Linked DNA regions of Gossypium hirsutum: region 1 is linked to region 2. Evidence: chromatin contacts called from public Hi-C data. All regions are on one chromosome and are shown on one strand. Each heading gives the region's core, a stretch centred on a gene start, on an enhancer-like site or on the middle of the called end of the contact. The rest is flanking DNA. Distances are from core to core; before and after follow the strand shown.

Region 1 (5,051 bases), core at 1,390-3,889, 230 kb after region 2:
ACAAAAATATGCCTTTCCATGGACCTTTAAGGTGTGATGATTGTGATTTTTGTTTTACCATATGGGTTATAACTTTTATAAATAATTATGGAGTTACTGTGGTTTTTCCTCTTATGGATTCATAGATGAAATATCTTATTATTTCTCTCAAACTTGGGCATCTTCAACTGGTGGTTAATTTTTGCTGGAATTTTTAAATACCTTGTATCATATTGTTGACCACTTATACATTTGCTGCATTTGTTATACTTTCTTACTAAGGGATGATTATTCCTTGGGTTTTCTTGAAAATATGCACAATGTACTCCGCTGATTTAGTTGTTAGTTTGAGACTTTTTGAGTTAAGATGCATCGAAGTGTGAATATTAGCTACTCCAACTTTTCATTTTTCATTTCTGATGTCCTGAAATTGTTTCCTCTCCATTTTGGGTTCTCTAAACTCTTTATGTTACTGCATTCTTAATTGGTTTTTGCCTTCTTTAAAAATCCGTGTTGTTTGACGATGGAAATCAATCTCTGGCTTGGTCTCCTCTAATGCATCGCCCATCTGATCATTACTTTGTACATCATGCAGATGGATAATTGACCCACCTCTGGAGATCACGGTCCCATCAAAACGCACTCCATGGCCAGATGCTCCCCCGGAACTCCCTGCTAATGAAAAACCAGCAATGGGCATGCAAGATCCAATAGTGAAGCATAGCACAAAGAGGACATCCAGATCAAAACATCGAAGTAAAAGAAAGCATGAACCAAAAACTGACACACAGGTTTCAACAAGGCATTCTGAACAAAGCTAAAATCTTTACCCCGCAACCTATGGAACTGCTGCACCATGAGATTGGACCAAATGGGGGGCAAATGTAGATGGTGTTACCAGTAAATATGGAGAAGCACCTCTCACAACAATCCAGTTTTTACGTGCAATTCAGTTCGAGTTTGTCCAGAGTTTCAAATATTTTTAAAATTTCTTTCTATTCTTTGTACTTTTATGTTTTTTTGGGTCTTTAGTTTGTTGAGGGTGATCAATATTGTGCTTCATTGAGGAATGTTAGCTAAGCCTTTCTCTCTGCCCTTGCGAGATGCTTGTATACTGAAATGCTTTTGGGTTACAAATTTATACATAAAATCTTTTAGTAGGAATTATAGTCCTGTCTTACGTCAAAAACAATAAAAATTTCCATTTCATTTCTAAAACTGCCTCTGGTAAACCAGGAAATAACAAAAGAAAAGTACATTTTCTAAATTACGATTCAATCTTTAAGCCTTCAAGTTCAGTCGATAATCACAGCTTGCAAGTTTTTTAACTTGTGTCTGTTTCTGGAAGGACTAAATAGATTGGAAATGAAGCAAAAAGGGGTAAAAACTGGGAGCGGGTGAGGCAGTGTTTTCAAGCTGATGCTTCGGTAGTTGGCGGTTGCTACGTAAAGACAAAAGAGATGTGGTGAAGAAAGTAAGCGGGAAGGTTCAGTTTTTGTTGTTTGTTAATTCTACCTAAGAGGGTAGGCAGAGTGAGGTTCGTTGGCTGTTTTTTTGGTATGGCATTGGCCGTTAGTTTTGCTCTGAACCTACCAGGGTTTTGTCGATTCCCGTATTAAATGCGCAGCTTGAAAGCCCATAACTCGATAACCTAAAATATCTCTTAAATGTACCTTCACCAAATATGCCAATGCCAATTAGAGTGAAATCCCATGAGTCGAAATTTCCCGCCCCTTTAGGAAGTGAATGTATGAGACGAGATAGATTGCGGCTTGGAAAGGTAATTTGTAGATTATATCTTGAAACCAAAAGAAAAGAAATCTCACAGTGAGTAAATGATTCTCTCGGGATGCTCACATGGAGTGAGTGGCGATATCCATATTCAGATAATTTATATACAAAAAAAAGCAAGTTGGGATATTTCAAAGAGGTTGCACTGAATTTCATAAGCTGAGAAAAAGGAACAACAAAGCATGTTACCCAAGTGCAGTCTTATGATCAACCGCTACCAAACAAATACTATAATATACCAAACAACTACTATAATAGTGCATATCATGTATTTTGCAACTTGCTATACTCTCTTCCTAACATGCAATCAGATTTTTTATATAAAAAAAATAAAATTTTGTGGATTCTATATTTTTTAGCATTGAAAAAGATGTTAATAAACTTACGATAAATTTAAAAAATAAAATAATCTGAACTAATAACAAAATTTGAACTTAAATACTTATTAAGGATTTCATTTAAAATTAATCCATAATAATAAAATCCATTAATTTAAATTTAGAGACAAAGGTAATATAAGATTTAACAACTTAGCTATAGGGGCAATAATTTACCTTTGGTGCCGCCCTGCTTTATCCAAGTTCATATAGACTCGGCTGGCCTTTTCATCTTTCTATTACTTTAGTGATGTTAAATCTTAGGTTCAATTCTGCCTTCAGTCCCCCTACTCTATGAACTTTTAAAATTTATTTTTCAAATGGTTTTTTTACTAAATAATTCCAAGATTTTAATTTAATACTTATTCTATTTAAAATTGAATCAGTTTTTAGGTAAAATTTCAAAGGTCTAATTCCAATTGAAGTATAATTGGACCTACAATCGTATTAGTGTAATTTATAATGCAGAGAGATAGATGTAGTGAGTGGCAATTGCATCAGCATGTCAGAAGTGTCTTCACCCTTCTACTCCCATAACTAAGCATGAGTTCGGTTCGGCCCCCCAATTAGACCCCAAACATTTATTTAATTATTGCACCGTCATGCTTTTAACATTTACCATTTCCATTTTTCTATATAAACCCCGTACCTCTCTCTTTTCTCTTCTCCAAACCACTCCCTCCAATAACCATAACAACCCTTGTCATTTCTCCCATGGCAACCACAGTAACACCCATTTCCACCCTCTTTTTCCTCTTCTTCACCTTATCCTGGGCAACCAGCTTCAGCCAAAATCACTGGAGGAGCGATGATGAAGTGATGAGCTTGTACCAAGCTTGGCTCATTAAACATGGCAAACAATACAACGGTATAGGGGAGGAAGAAAACCGGTTCGATATCTTTAAGGATAACTTGAAATTTATCGACCAACATAACTCCAAAAACACCACATACAAACTTGGGTTGAACAAGTTCGCTGATTTAACTAACCAGGAGTACCGTTCCATGTTTTTGGGTACAAAGAGTGACCCTAAACGTCGAGTCATGAAGTCCAAAAACCCCAGCCAACGCTATGCTTCCCGCGCCGGCGACAGGTTGCCGGAATCTTTTGACTGGAGAGATCATGGAGCCGTTACTCCAGTGAAGGATCAAGGGCGTTGCGGTGAGCTGTTTTCTTTTTTCATTTCAACTTCAAATTAATTTCTTTTTAAATATCAAGCTTACCCGCTCTGTATCGTTCACTTGACCAGGAAGTTGCTGGGCATTTTCAACGATTGCAGCTGTTGAAGGCATAAATAAAATCGCCACCGGCGAACTAATCTCTTTGTCAGAGCAAGAGCTAGTAGATTGTGACCGATCCTACGACGCTGGTTGCGATGGAGGCCTAATGGATTATGCCTTCCAATTCATTATTGACAACGGTGGCATTGACTCTGAACAAGACTATCCTTACCTTGGTGCTGATAATAACCAATGCGATCCAACGAGGGTCAGTTTCCAAAGCTTAATTCTATGACACTATATCTTGTAGTTTATTTGTTTTCGACGTTTGGAGATTGATGCCCTGTTTTTTTCTTTTTGGGATTTGTAACAGAAGAATGCTAAGGTTGTCAGCATTGATGGGTACGAGGATGTTGTTCAATATGATGAGAAGGCATTGAAGAAGGCTGTATCACATCAACCTGTGAGTGTCGCCATTGAAGCTAGTGGCAGAGCTTTCCAACTCTACGAATCGGTAAGCTTGACCTGTTCTGCTTCTCCTTCAAGCCATCCAATAAGTTGATTCGAATTTAAATCCCGTTTATAACTCAGTTGTCAAATGTTTAGGGAGTTTTCAGCGGTGAATGCGGGTCAGCATTAGACCACGGCGTGATTGTCATCGGATATGGCATGGATGAGAACGGTCAGGAATATTGGACAGTGAGGAACTCATGGGGCAGCGGTTGGGGTGAAGATGGATACATAAGGATGGAGCGTAACGTTGATGACCGTGCTGGCAAGTGTGGCATTGCGATGGAGGCTTCCTATCCTGTTAAGAATGGGACAAACATCATCAAACCTTACTGGACTAATGAAGACACTCAGAAAATTAGCAGTGCCTGAGAGTTAAAAATGTGTGCCAGCTGCTGTTTTGGGCCATGGGAGAAGAGGAGCTATGGAAGTTCACTCTCTATTTCCTTGTTTGTTTGAAGTTAATTTATGATTGTTTGTACATATATTTTCATTAGTCAAAACAGCTGATTGGAAAGCTGGTATTGTTGTGATGAATTCAAAGTTTAATCTAGATTTGGCATGATTTTGGGCCTCAAAGCCCCAAGTTGCCGTCTTGGACTTGGACTACCAACTCTGTCTTTGACTCATTATGTTATAGTTATGGTAGTTGCACCATTCAAGTTCTTAGAAACCTCTACTAATTCATGTGTTAATAATTCAAAATTAAAACTTGTCACTCAACATTAATGATATACATATTTCAGGAATTGCACATGAGAGTTGTATTGAAAAATTATTTTAATAAATTAACTTCAAATAAAGACTTGAAAAGTTAAAATATATTTTAAAAAATAATTTTATCTCTTTATAAAATAATATTTTTTATTAATTTTTAATACTATATCAATTAACTTATTATTGCTAATAACTATGAAAATAAAATATAAAAAATTAATAGATCTTGCCCTAAATTATTTTAATTAAATTAGAATTGCATAACAAAATTTAATTAAATAATAAAATAACGGAACTCAATATAGACACAAATGTGATGATGAAAAATTCAAAAACTTATCCAAATCTAATTTTTAAGTCACTGAATTAATAGTTAAATTTGTTATGAGCAGTTGGAGAATCTGTATCTAAAATTAGTTAACAAAGGCAAGGTTTATATAAAAGCTTGAAGCTGCT
Region 2 (5,270 bases), core at 2,289-4,788:
TATATGAGAAAATTATATTTTATTTTTCAAAATAAAAAAATATATCTAATCCCTTAAAAATAATAAATTCATAAATAATAAACCTCTAAAATTTATAATTTAATTTCAAGCCCTGTAAAATTTTTCTTCACTCCTGAATTTACTAAATGTTTTTAAAAATGAAGAAAAACAGAATGTAGTAATCTGAACACAAAAGTGGATGTAACAAGGAAGAAGGTAGGGGGAAATGAAATTGCTAGGAAAAAGCATACGATTCTTCTCAAACATATGGGATGTTTGTCTAATTCATCATTCGGTTCCAATAATTAAGAGAGTCAAACAAATCCACTATTGGGATAGTGATATTTTTGTCTTGTTTTACCTTTTGATTTCAGTAGGAAGGATTTGAAATAAGAGGTTATGGTATCAATGTCAATTACTATTAGCTATCTTTAAATTACAATCAACCTTCTCTCTAATTGCTTCTATTTATTTATGGAGATTTAGTAGTTGTTATAAACATATAATAATATATTGTTATAAAGATAATTGTCGTGAACCTACAATTATATTTATATGGTAAATTTCCATTAAATAAAAAAAGTAAAAATTATGTTTGTTCATAGGAATCGGTTCTTTTAGAAGAATTTTTTTAGGTAAAAAATAAAATAAAATTACATCAAATCAACTATTAAGCAACACTAAATACTTTGTCTTGTTGAACAGTCATAAATACAGTATCAGGTGACACTTCAAAGACCTGTAAGCTTGTCTGCCAAGTAAGGCTAATCCTTGCCAAATAATCTACAATTAAATTGTAATCTCTGTGAACATATTTGACCTCCCATTGTCCTCCAAAACGCATAAGACTTTAAATCTTTCAGAGCAAGGTAATACTTGAGTCTATTGTCTCTTTCATGGTCAACGCATTAACACCTTTAGATTATCCTTATGGATTGTGGCTCTCTTGTATCCCTTATTTAATAAGATGAGAAGTCCGTTTAAAATACTCCAAAATTCAGCCTCAAAAGATGAGTATTTGTCTAGATAATCTTTTAGAAAAAAAATTTAAAATGTCGTATGTCAAACAATTGATATTGACGGCATAATTATATAGATTAAATGAATTAAAATATGAAAGATAAAATTGATGAATAATAATGAAGGTACATTTTTTCTTCTTTTGAAGGTTGAAGTTGAGGAAAGTTGTAGCAACCAAAAACACACAACTTTGGGATTTATGTCCTAAAAGAAGAAACTAATCAATTCCCCACCCACCCATCCATTATAACTTCTCTCAAGTTTTCCCCTTTTTTAGAGTTATTTGCGTCATTGAATATAATTTAATCTCTAGTAATAGAATTATCAAAATATAAGTTTAAGGTATTATTAGGTATGTTACGCTTGGTTGATTTATAATTTTTATTGTTTAGATGATAAAATGTAAGATTATTTAATAATTTATTTTATTAATTTTTTTTTGTTATACAACATGTGTGTTTTAAACAAATTTAGCTCATTTAACATTAATTCAAAGATTATATTATAGTTATTTTAAATATATATATAATAAAAAATATAAAATGAAGGGATAAAATTTCTCAACATTATAATAAAAAACAAAAATGTCATAAAAATGAAAATTATTTCGAAATCTTTCATTACCCCCCCCAAAAAAAACTGAGGTTAAAATTACCACTTATATTCATAATCTTAACATCATCGAGAAAACTTAAGGTTTTTTTCACAAACTAAAATAGAAATATTATACTAATTATGCCATAAAAAAAAAAGTTGAAGCAAACAAGCATCACAAGTTACAATAGAAATTGTATAAAATCGTAGTAAGTATGCTACCCAACACCAACCCATAGTTAATTCGCCGTCCCAACTGCTAACTCATTTTTGTTATAGTCAACAACCCCTCTAACACGACAGATTGGTCCACATCTATCCAATTCTTTGACTCAGTCCTTTTCTTTTTTGCCTTTATTACTATTTATACGTAGAAAATTTGCTTCACTTGTGTAAGAAGAAAAACAAAAAGTAGTCAGTCGGCATCTAGAAACAAGATTAAAGAAAGCAAACGAATTATATAAAAATAAACCAAGGATTTAATGATTCATGGCTTGGAAATCTTGGATCCCAATTTCCATTCTTTTAAAATAAAATCTAATACCAAATCCACCATCTTCCCTTTTAATTAAACAAAGCTTCTGCATATAGATATATTTTACAGAGGAAATATCTCCTTCGAGATTGATTTTCTTTTTAACTTGAGAACACATTTAAAACTGTTCCATCCTACACATAATGTAAGAGAAAATGAAAATTGAAACTTGAGGGGGATTTTTACGAAGATTCCAGGATGAGATTAGTGGTCTCAGCAACAGATAGGGAATGGTTGTGCTCGCCTTCATAGGTAACTACTAGCATCGATGGATCATCTAAGGCTCTTTCAACATGTTTACGGGCTGGACATCCTCTTACACTGCTGCACTTATAGTAACCCCTGTTGTATGTTGGAATTTCTAGTCAGAAAAACAATGTGTGGAAATTTGTGCAAAACCTTTTTCTAATCCACATACCTTGGGTGTGGGGATCCCTTGATCGGTTTTTGACCGTACTTTCTCCATGAGTAATCATCTGGCGGAATATCGGCCATCTTCAGGCTTATTGCTGGAACCCTCACCACCCTTTTCGATCTCAGTTTTCTGTCAAAAAACCAAAAATTTTAAATACACGACATGATAAGAAAGTTAAAAAAGAAATCGATGGGTTGAGTAATAGTACCTTTTCTTAGAGCAATGGCAGCGACCGGAAGACCCACTAGTACACTTGCCAGAACCCAAGTTGTCGGAGCTACACTTCCTCTTGAAAGAAGAAGAAGACGACAAAGGAGGCTTCCCAGCCGAGGAAACCTGAGAAAAATTAGTAATTTGAAACGCAGATGACGATGAACATGGCTGCTTACTATCAGTATCTCCCGTTAAGGATGACAAAAACGAATTCCCAGCAGAAGAATACGAAAAATTAATGGTTTTCGACGAATCAATCCGTTCTAAACCCCCTGTTTTCACCGTCATAAAATCACGATGATGATGATGAGGAGGAGGAGGAGGAGGAGGAGGAAGAGGATAAGCAGTAGTCACTGGTGGCGGAATCTGCTGGATCGGTGTTGCGTAATAAACCTTGGTTTCTTGCTCTTGATCGGGTTGAACAGGGGCTCGTCTGAAACGAGCATGTCCGGTCCTGGTTCGACCCAGAAGAGAGATAACTCTCTTGAACCTTGAAACGGCGGCATCAGCCTCAGCTTTGCAGTCCATTTCCAAATCCAGGGAATTAGATGTTGTTGAGATAGAGGAAGCTTGGTATTTCTCTTGATTATTACTGTTAGTTTGCTGCTGCTGTTGAGTTTGAGAAAGTAATCTGATGAGTTTCTCAACACTTTCGAGCCCGGAAGCGGCTTCTTTGACGGCGTTTTCTTCCATTTTGGCTGCGAAGCTGTCACCGTTCCTGCAACTCATCATGAGTTCAACGGCCATGTCTGCAACAACACCATTCAAGGGAGGAAAAAGGAAGAGAGGAAAAAAAAAAAGTGAAAAGAAAACGTAGAGAGGGTTGTTGATAAAGGGAGCACTGGACTAATTTGGTCAACATGGTGCCATCGGCTATGGAACCCTATTGCTCAATTAGGTCACTGACTTGTTACTTTAACATTTGCCCTCTTATATGGGTACTGATAACATCCAACTCCAACCATATAATTCCTTTTTTCATGAACATCCAACAATTTCATTATTTTATAACTTAATATGCATCACATTTCACTTCTTTATTAATTAAATAAAAACAATCAATGAGATTTTAACTTTATTTATCATTATTATTAGATTATTAAATTATTATATTCTAATTTTTACGATGTATAAGTTCGATTAATATGAATATTATTATTAATATAGAAATAAATAAATTTGAGTACGCTAAAACAAATTTTTTTCTTATTTAATGATTTTTAAGGCATATCTTTTGCTGTTAAATTAATAACTTATCTACGTAGATATTAAATTATTAAACATTAATATTACGTGGGAATTTTTTTTTTAGTTTTTCTTTAAATTAAATTACTTATACTGTTAATGCATTCTTCTTCTTCTTCTTCTTATAATTTTGTTTACTTCATCTGTTCTTTAACAAAATTAGAGATTCTACTTTAGCATTAGATAGGTATAATAATAGGGTTACAAGTAATTTACTTTAGTGGGTAAAGTTTAACCTAAACAAAATTGACGGTTTCTTCTCAAAAAGTAAATTAGACGGTTTCATATTATTTATTTTATCAAAAATAAATTATATATTTATGTTAAAAAAATTATTAAATTATTAATAAGTTTATATTTTTGTCCTTTAATTTCAAAATAATTATTGAATTATTTAAAAATTTTTTATTTAAGTTACTATGCTGTTAATTTTTTTAAAAGTCTGTTTAACAAACTCCAAACGACGATTCAACGGTTGGTAAGATAGATCATTACCTATAAATAAGTAGAAGAATATACATCAGATTTAAGTTAACCTAACAATTAGTTTCAAATAACATATAAGGAAGTTTGAATTATGGTTCAAAGATTTATAACTTTAAAGTTGTTTTATAAAATAATTAAACTATAGGAGAGAAGAAAAATGAGAGTTTTCAATTAGTATAAACAGTTTAAATAAAAAATATCATTTTTAATAATTTAATAACTTAAATAAATCAATAATTATTTTTTAGCGAATAATTTAATAAATTTTGCTCAAGTTTACTATTTTTTGTCTTCAAAATTTCTAACTAGATTTTGGTTAACTGACTTAAATGGCTATTCTAGACCTGATCTGTGGGGTCCATGCAGATCAAATTGGTCTAAGGAAGCTTGGGACACGCGGATGATGCGGTCAAAACTATGTCTTAACCAGTCTGGTCCAAATCCACTATTAATTAAGTTTTATTAGTATATTATATGCAATTATTCATGTATGTTACTAATATTTTCTATTAAAATTAATTAAATAATCGGCTAGTAGTGTGGCATAGTGTTAATTAAGTTTTAGTTTCATTTATATATATATTGATGTCAATACAATAGAACGTAATTTGAGTGCGTTAAAATATATTGTTCACCTACTTATGGGTTAGAAATGGGCTACGGGTAGTTTTATGACTTATATAAAGGATAATAGATATGATCAAAATTTATAATGAAATTATTAAAAAAAAATCATAAACTGATTAAAATTAATGATGTGTT

Evidence for each region. Hi-C and Micro-C count contacts between places; a contact is called where the count stands out from the background.
Region 1: a Hi-C map of leaf shows a contact between it and region 2, with 2.4 times the contacts expected there. The contact joins the promoter of LOC107901634 here to the promoter of LOC107901612 in region 2. A contact is called at or near these places in 7 of 34 Hi-C or Micro-C datasets (callus, hypocotyl, leaf and 1 more).

Annotation. Positions count from the first base shown.
Region 1 is chrA11:35,809,673-35,814,723 of Gossypium_hirsutum_v2.1, forward strand. LOC107901634 (cysteine proteinase COT44) reads left to right here and starts at 2,640. Exons shown (of 4, transcript XM_016827711.2): 1 at 2,640-3,309; 2 at 3,398-3,636; 3 at 3,742-3,882; 4 at 3,975-4,487. The coding sequence starts at 2,862. The coding sequence ends at 4,250. It overlaps LOC107901623 (probable beta-1,4-xylosyltransferase IRX14), which reads left to right. Exons shown (of 3, transcript NM_001326906.1): 3 at 575-800. The coding sequence ends at 800.
Region 2 is chrA11:35,581,363-35,586,632 of Gossypium_hirsutum_v2.1, forward strand. It overlaps LOC107901612 (probable WRKY transcription factor 15), which reads right to left and starts at 3,539. Exons shown (of 3, transcript NM_001326905.1): 1 at 2,773-3,539; 2 at 2,568-2,693; 3 at 2,331-2,491. The coding sequence starts at 3,524. The coding sequence ends at 2,332.